2 separate regions of the Mus musculus genome follow, and region 2 is linked to region 1. Evidence: chromatin contacts called from public promoter capture Hi-C data. All regions are on one chromosome and are shown on one strand. The core of a region is the stretch at or near the end of the contact, and the rest is flanking DNA. Distances in the headings are between cores, read along the strand shown.

Region 1 (3,233 bases), core at 556-3,055:
TCTCCTCTTTCAATCGGTTGTTGGGATTTTTGTTGCTGCTGCTGTTGGGTTTTTTATTTGTTTATTAGGGTAAAAAAAAAAATCTCTTTGTCATGCGAGAGTGTGGGACTTGTGGGCTCTAAACAAGAGCTTGATACACACCAGGCGGTGGGCTGAGTGTGATGCTTACACCCCCAGGGCATCCCCAACCTGAGCATCAAAGACCGTGAGGAACTATGGCTCTTGGCCAAGTACAGTGGATGCCTTAGGTGCTTCCAAGGGGCAGGCCTCCAGAGCAGGACAAGTCTAAGTGAACTTAGGCCTCAGCTACCTGACAGGCACAGAGCGTGGTTTTCCAGTGAGTGACCACCTTACTCCAGAAAGGAGAAGGTAAAGAGAGCCTTCCAAACCAAAAAGAAAAGACTGTTCATGAGGGGTTCTCAAAGGTTGCAATTATAATAAAACACTTCGCTGAAGGGTCCCCACGGGACCTCAAAACCATCTAATACCTGAGGGAGTCTGAGAAGGCCTCTACACCATACTTGGAGATGCAGTAACCACCACCACACAAAGACACTCGACCCATGGAGCTGGAGATGTTGACCACACGGCCCCTCGCCTTCCTCACTAAGGGCAGCATGCTCAGAGTCACCTCGATCATGCCCAACAGGTTCACATCCAGTATATTTGCAAAGTCCTCTTTTTTCAGCCACTCATTGATAGCAAAGACACAGATGCCAGCATTGTTGACCAGGCCCCAGAGTCCTGGAAAAAGCGGAAAGAAGAAAGAATCACAGGTCTAGTTTTCACTAAAATCCACATTCCACCGGGTAAACTGAGACCATTCAGACAGGCATTGGATGGAGAGTGGGGGATAAAAAACAGCATATTGTCAGCAGGGTTGGTGCATCCCATCCCGGAAGAAATGGCTCACAGCACAGATACCTTCCGCTTCTTTTGATCCTTGGCAGGTCAGCTCACTGCTCGAGAACCACCCACCTCATGTCTGCTAATAACAAGAACGAAGGTCCAAGACATCTTACAGATTAACAATACCTTTGCAGATGAGGAAGCAGAGGAAAAGACAAAGGAAAACAAGGGGAGGGGGATAAAAGGCGAAAGGCAAAGCTAATATTCTAATGGCATTTGAGACACATGAACAAAAGGTCCTGGTTGGAGATGATTTTGGAAAGCCGTGCTGCTTTTGTACTTTGAAGAAAGTTGGGAGACAGAAGGTAGGGGCTGGAGAGGGAAGAGAGAGAGTACTCAGGTGATGTGCTGGGTTACTTCAGGGCCCCCAAGCCCCATTAGGGATCTGGCCAGGGAGTATAAAGGGGAGGCCCCCTTCAAACAGGGAGACAAACCAGCAACACAGACAGGAATCTCAGTGGTACCTCTGTTCCCAACACGCTCCTTCACCCACTGAGTGGCTGCCACAATACTCTCTGTCTTGGTGACATCCAGGATCACTGTCTCCAGCCTGTCAGATGTCTTGTTCCTCAGCTGCTCAGCTCCCTTCTCCGTCAGACATGCAGCTAGCACCCTCATGCCTCTCCTGTCCAGCTGTCTGGCCAGAAGGTTCCCAAAGCCAGAGTCACAGCCCGTGATGAAGACATACTTGTCTTGGAGATGGCTCACCACCTGCCTCTCCCTGAAGAAGCGCAGGAGCGTCCACAGGCCCACCAGTGCAACCAGGTAGAGCCACATGGTTTGTAGAAGTCAAGCAGAGAGAGATATTCTGTGTCAAAATGAGCCTGGCCTCTGCTTACACAGGAAGGTATAGGCACTGAGAATGTCAGGTTTCTATCATGTTCCTCTGACCAGTATGGGTTTTCTGATATCTCAATGCCCTTTGGCTCTCCCTGTCTTGCTGCCAAAGAAAACACCTCTGTCTGTTCAATAACACAGATCTATTCTCTTAAGCTCTTTGACCCTGGACTCAGGGGGGAATACATATTTGGTTCATTACATAGGCCCCATGGTCCAGTCCAAGGCTCATCTTGTGTCTCTGCATCTTGCACTCTGGAACTACAAACCAGGACATTGTGAGCATAGTTTGAAGCTATTGCCAACCTGCACTTGGACTGAGGACACATTACAGGAGAGGACATGGAGAGCTGGTACCTTCCTAATATAGTAGCTGCCCAGGAAGAGGGAAGGGCCGGCCCCAAACATGAAACACAAACTGGGGTCCCAGACACACTGTGACCCCCAGAGTTGATGTGGAGAGGAAATGACTTTACCCTAAACAGGCCTTTCTTGTTAGTTGTGACTCTTGTTTGTTCTTGTCAACCCACACAAGTGATGATCAAATGGGAAGAACCTCACCTGAGAAAATGCTTCCACTGGATTACCCATAGACATGTCATCCATGGGGCCATTTTCTTGGTTGCTAATAGACAGAGGAAGGTCCAATCCTCTATGTGGGAGCAACATTCCCAGGTCACCCCTGGGCAGGGGATGCTGGGCCATGTAAAAAGTAGGCTGAAGCTGACTGAAACAGATGCAAAGCTTGGGGACTTTTTTTTCTAAGATTTATTTATTTTATGTATATGTGTACACTGCCTCCAGACATACCAGAAGAGGGCATCAAATCTCACTACAGATGGTTGTGAGCTACCATGTGGTTGCTGGAAATTGAACTCAGGACCTTTGGAAGAGCAGACAGTGCTCTTAACCTCTGAGCCATCTCTCCAGCCCAAACTTGGGGACTCTTATGGAAGAGCTGGGAGAAGGATCAACGGCCTCAGAGGGGTTAAGAACTCCACAGGACAACCAGCAGAGTCAATTAACCTGGACCCTTGGGGGGCTCTCAGAGACTGAAACACCATCCAAAAAGCATCTGCAGGCTAGACATAGGCCCTCTGCACATATGATGGTCACCACTTTCTAACTCAGTTTGCATGAATCAAAGTAGTCTTGTTGCTCTCAAGTCCTGAAGGGCCTTTATGTGCCAAGGTGGGGAGATACCCAAGGTGGGCCTCCACCCTCTCAGAGGAGGAAGGGATGGGAGGATGGGGAGAGGGACTGTGTGAGGGGTAGACTAGAAGTGGGGCAGCAATTGAGATGTAAAGTTAATTACTAATTAATTAATGGAAGAAAAAGGGTGGGTTGTAGTAATAGTTTTTATTTAATAAGTCCTGGTGTGGGGTTGCTTCCCACCTCAATGGTTTATGTTCCCGAATGAAAGACACACACAGACTTTATATTTTAATATGCCGTATGCAGCACAATAACTGGGCATCTACCTAACC
Region 2 (3,347 bases), core at 57-2,556, 61 kb after region 1:
TTGTCTGTCGCCACAGTCTGCAGTCCAACTCCCAACAATGGTCAGCAACAGCTATGAATGGAAGTCCAAGGATCTAACAGTTGCTCTGTCCCATGAGGCAAGTAGGCAAAGGGAGAGAGGGAGAGAGGGAGAGAGGGAGAGAGGGAGAGAGGGAGAGAGCGAGACATTGTTTCAAACATTAAAAAAAAAGGAAATGTCTTTCACTGCCTCCCCTTGATTTGCTGAGGGTTGTTGATGGGGTTCTTGTGCTCTGAGGAAAAGTCCGGAGAACCCACAGCTACAGCAACCCTTTAAGAGCAGATAGAATGTTCTGGAGCTAGGTGGTATAGACAGTGGTGGCAGTTGCACCCCCTTTCAGATTTGCTGAAACCATGAATTGCATACCTTAAGGGTGGGGTTCATGGGGTGTGAAATAAATATCAATTCTAAAATGAAAAAAAAAAAAGAACATCAAAATAAACAGGCTGGCGATGTGACCCTGGCAAAGCATTTGTTCAACATAAGTGTAACTCTAAGCTTAACCTCTAACATCACTGAAAAATAAAAGGAGACAAAACCATGATGAAATAGCGGCAATGGTGATGCCGACTGTAAGCCTAGCCCTCGGAGGTGGAGTCAGGACTGTGATATCTGGACCAGCCTGGCCTACACACAAGGAGTCCTTGCCTTTGAGAGGAAAAAATTAGCTGGCTACTTTAGAAATAAAATTTTTAAAAAATTAGTAAGACTTGGAACCCATACCTCTTAATATCATAAAATTCCAAATTTCCAAAAGGGAGTGGCTTGATTTTTCACACCAACACATAGGATCGATGCCTGCTATAACTCTTGGCAGTTGAGTAGAGAAGAGGCTGAACAGACATTTTCAGTACATGTGTGCATTTTGATTATGACCATAGATGTCTGACAATGTTGTGGAATATCCCCCAGAGAAGACCATCAGACACAGGTTCAAACCAATAGGAAGTCTTAATTACCCGGCTGGTGACTACACTGGGTGGTTGGGACCTGAGAGTGGTCCTGTGCCTTTCTCAGGATGAACTTTTAAGCCCACCCTGCATCCTGGGTTGACACACCTCAGTTAGCAAGAACAGATAACCAAGAGAGGAACTACAGAAGCTAAAAAGCAAGGTTAGCACACTTAGGGGCTTTGCCAGAAATATGGACTTTGGCAAATCAGGTCTTTGTTTTGGCAAAGTCCATATTTGTTATGTGCCAAGTTTGGCAAGTATGCTAGGTTCCAAAGTCTGAATGACACCTCTGTAATGGTGTCATTTGGGCTAAGGTTTGGCAGCCTACTAAGGGTCTGGGAGCCTGTTATAGAAGCAGTTTGACAAAACCATTCAGAATGGAATGTGTGGGAGCTGTCAGGGCCCCAGCCCCTCAGACATTTGTCATAAGACTGAATCGCTCTCACATTCTGATACAGCCCATCATCATGTCTCTGACCACAAGGGATCGAGTATTCCTTCTTTTCAGAGCTATGGATTAAAAATTGTTGTAAGCCCAGCGGTCGTGGTGGTGGCACACACCTTTAATACCAGCACTTGGGAGGCAAAGGCAGGTGGATTTCTGAGTTCTAGGCCAGCCTGGTCTACAGAGTGAGTTCCAGGACAGCCAGGGCTACACAGAGGGGAAAAACAAAACAAAACAAAACCAAAACCAAAAACCAAAAAAAACAAAAAACAAAAAACAAAAACAAAAACAAAAAAAAAAACTGTCTCAAAAAAGCCAAGGGAAAAAAAAGTTGTTTTGATAGCAAGAACTTTAACAGAGCTTAGGCAAAGGCTGTACTTAGATAAAGCGTGAATGGAAATCTATTTCTTTATCTGAAGCACGATACATTCGATGCAAAGAATTCTTTTCATTGTGGAAAAACAAGAGAAAATAGATATTAATGTCTGTCCTACCATACTCCTGATTGGTTTAGGCTTGGGTGGTGGTAAGATGCCAAAGCTTTTAAATTCAGACTCCGTTTTAGAGACCCTGACCTAAGTTTGAACTCAGGTAAACTAACAGGCTGGTACCTAGCATTAATTTCCAAGTTGCCCCCCAACAAAACCTGAGCCTAGCTGCAGTCTCTAAGCTAATCCCCAACAAGACCAGACTTTCCAGGTTACTCCCTTAACAAGACCAGTGTCTCCAGGTTATTCCCCCCAACAAACCTGCACCCATGTTCCAAGCCCACCCCCTGCCTAACGACCACCAGTGCAGAGGGAGCAGACTGTCTGACTCCCAGCACCAACCAATCATGTTAAAAGCCACAGGAGCTTTTCAATTAGATGCTTGCACACACATTCCCTGCTTGCTACTTTCTATAAAGCCCTGCCTCGATAGACATTCAGGGCTCCCCCACCACTGTGTGATGGTGGTACGTTGTGGGGGAGGGGCCCGGGGGGCAAGCTAGCTCAAATAGAATAAAGACCCTGCTGTGAGTTGCATCAGATTGGCTCCTGTGTGTGTGTTGGGGGAATCACATAACCTAGCATTTCCCTGGGACAACAGTGGCCAAACCTGACCAATGGGAGTCAAGTCTGGGCTTTGTGCCGCAATGTCTGGGGTCTCACTACTGGCCAACCTGACAGGGACTAAATTGAGAATGATATTGACACAGAATGAGTAGAGACACAGGAAGAGGGGACACTGTCCTAACGTCCATCCTCTGTCACTTTGGACATGTTCTTCTTTAAATGTTCTGTCTTTGAAATTAAAGTTGTACACTGAGATGAACCTCTGTCTCCACCTTCTCCTGCATTCTCTGGGTTCCCTATCCTGGCTCCACTGGAATGAGCCCAGAGCTGGGAAGGAGGGTTTGAGTTGCTACCTCGGAACTGTGTAATAGGTAATTCAGTGACACCGGGTGGTATAAAAACCCTTGACAAACGTGAGTCTCCGTCTCCTGTGAAATTGCAGTGGCTTTGTGCCTGTGCTGCTTGCTTTGTGGCTGTGGGTAGACAGCACTGGCTGCTGATCTACACGTGCGTTCTGTGACATGCGTGCGTACCTGTTCAGTCCTACCTATCCTGTACCTGAACCCACTTGTTATCTGAACAAATCCTGTTTGCCTAAGCCACTTTGGACTCGATTTTGTCAGTCACAAACAAAGCTGGATCCAGGAGAAGAGGGTTCTCTTTAGTCACTATGGCCTTTCCTAGAACGGAGGGTAAACATTGAAGTGTGTGTTCTTTTTCCTTTGGGAAGGTACATATACACATGAAATTATTATTTTTTTAAGTTTGTGTGTGTGTGTGTGAAGGGTATGCATGGCCAGGTGTGTGAATAGAGGTCAGAGGACCTCTTTTGAGAGTTCTTGCTGAAACAGATCCCTCTTGTTGTTTCTATCTCTG

Evidence for each region. Promoter capture Hi-C pulls out the DNA fragments that hold promoters and counts their contacts.
Region 2: a contact with region 1 is called in a promoter capture Hi-C map of liver, with 2.1 times the contacts expected there. The contact joins the enhancer-like site here to the promoter of Rdh7 in region 1. A contact is called at or near these places in 9 of 39 promoter capture datasets (embryonic stem cells, hippocampal neurons, liver and 3 more), 3 of 15 datasets of contacts at CTCF or cohesin (the G1E-ER4 cell line and embryonic stem cells), 73 of 484 Hi-C or Micro-C datasets (8-cell embryo, the AML12 cell line, the C2C12 cell line and 29 more), 20 of 115 datasets of contacts at active chromatin or transcription factors (bone marrow-derived dendritic cells, embryonic stem cells, extraembryonic endoderm stem cells and 8 more) and 3 of 9 other capture datasets (adipose tissue, embryonic stem cells and pancreatic islet).

The regions. Positions count from the first base shown.
Region 1 is chr10:127,886,928-127,890,160 of GRCm38.p6, forward strand. Rdh7 (retinol dehydrogenase 7) reads right to left here and starts at 1,806. Exons shown (of 4, transcript NM_001150749.1): 1 at 1,374-1,806; 2 at 489-744. The coding sequence starts at 1,686.
Region 2 is chr10:127,948,550-127,951,896 of GRCm38.p6, forward strand. All of the region lies in intron 1 of Gm40805 (a long non-coding RNA gene), which reads right to left. It also overlaps the pseudogene Gm15900. Among named protein-coding and RNA genes, the nearest start is that of Gm40805, 2.3 kb to the right of the region's middle. Within about 2 kb of position 1,307, at least 4 of the 459 cell types and tissues checked have an H3K27ac peak or open chromatin away from gene starts, as enhancers often do. A contact at or near this core is called in hepatocytes and liver, where this site is marked.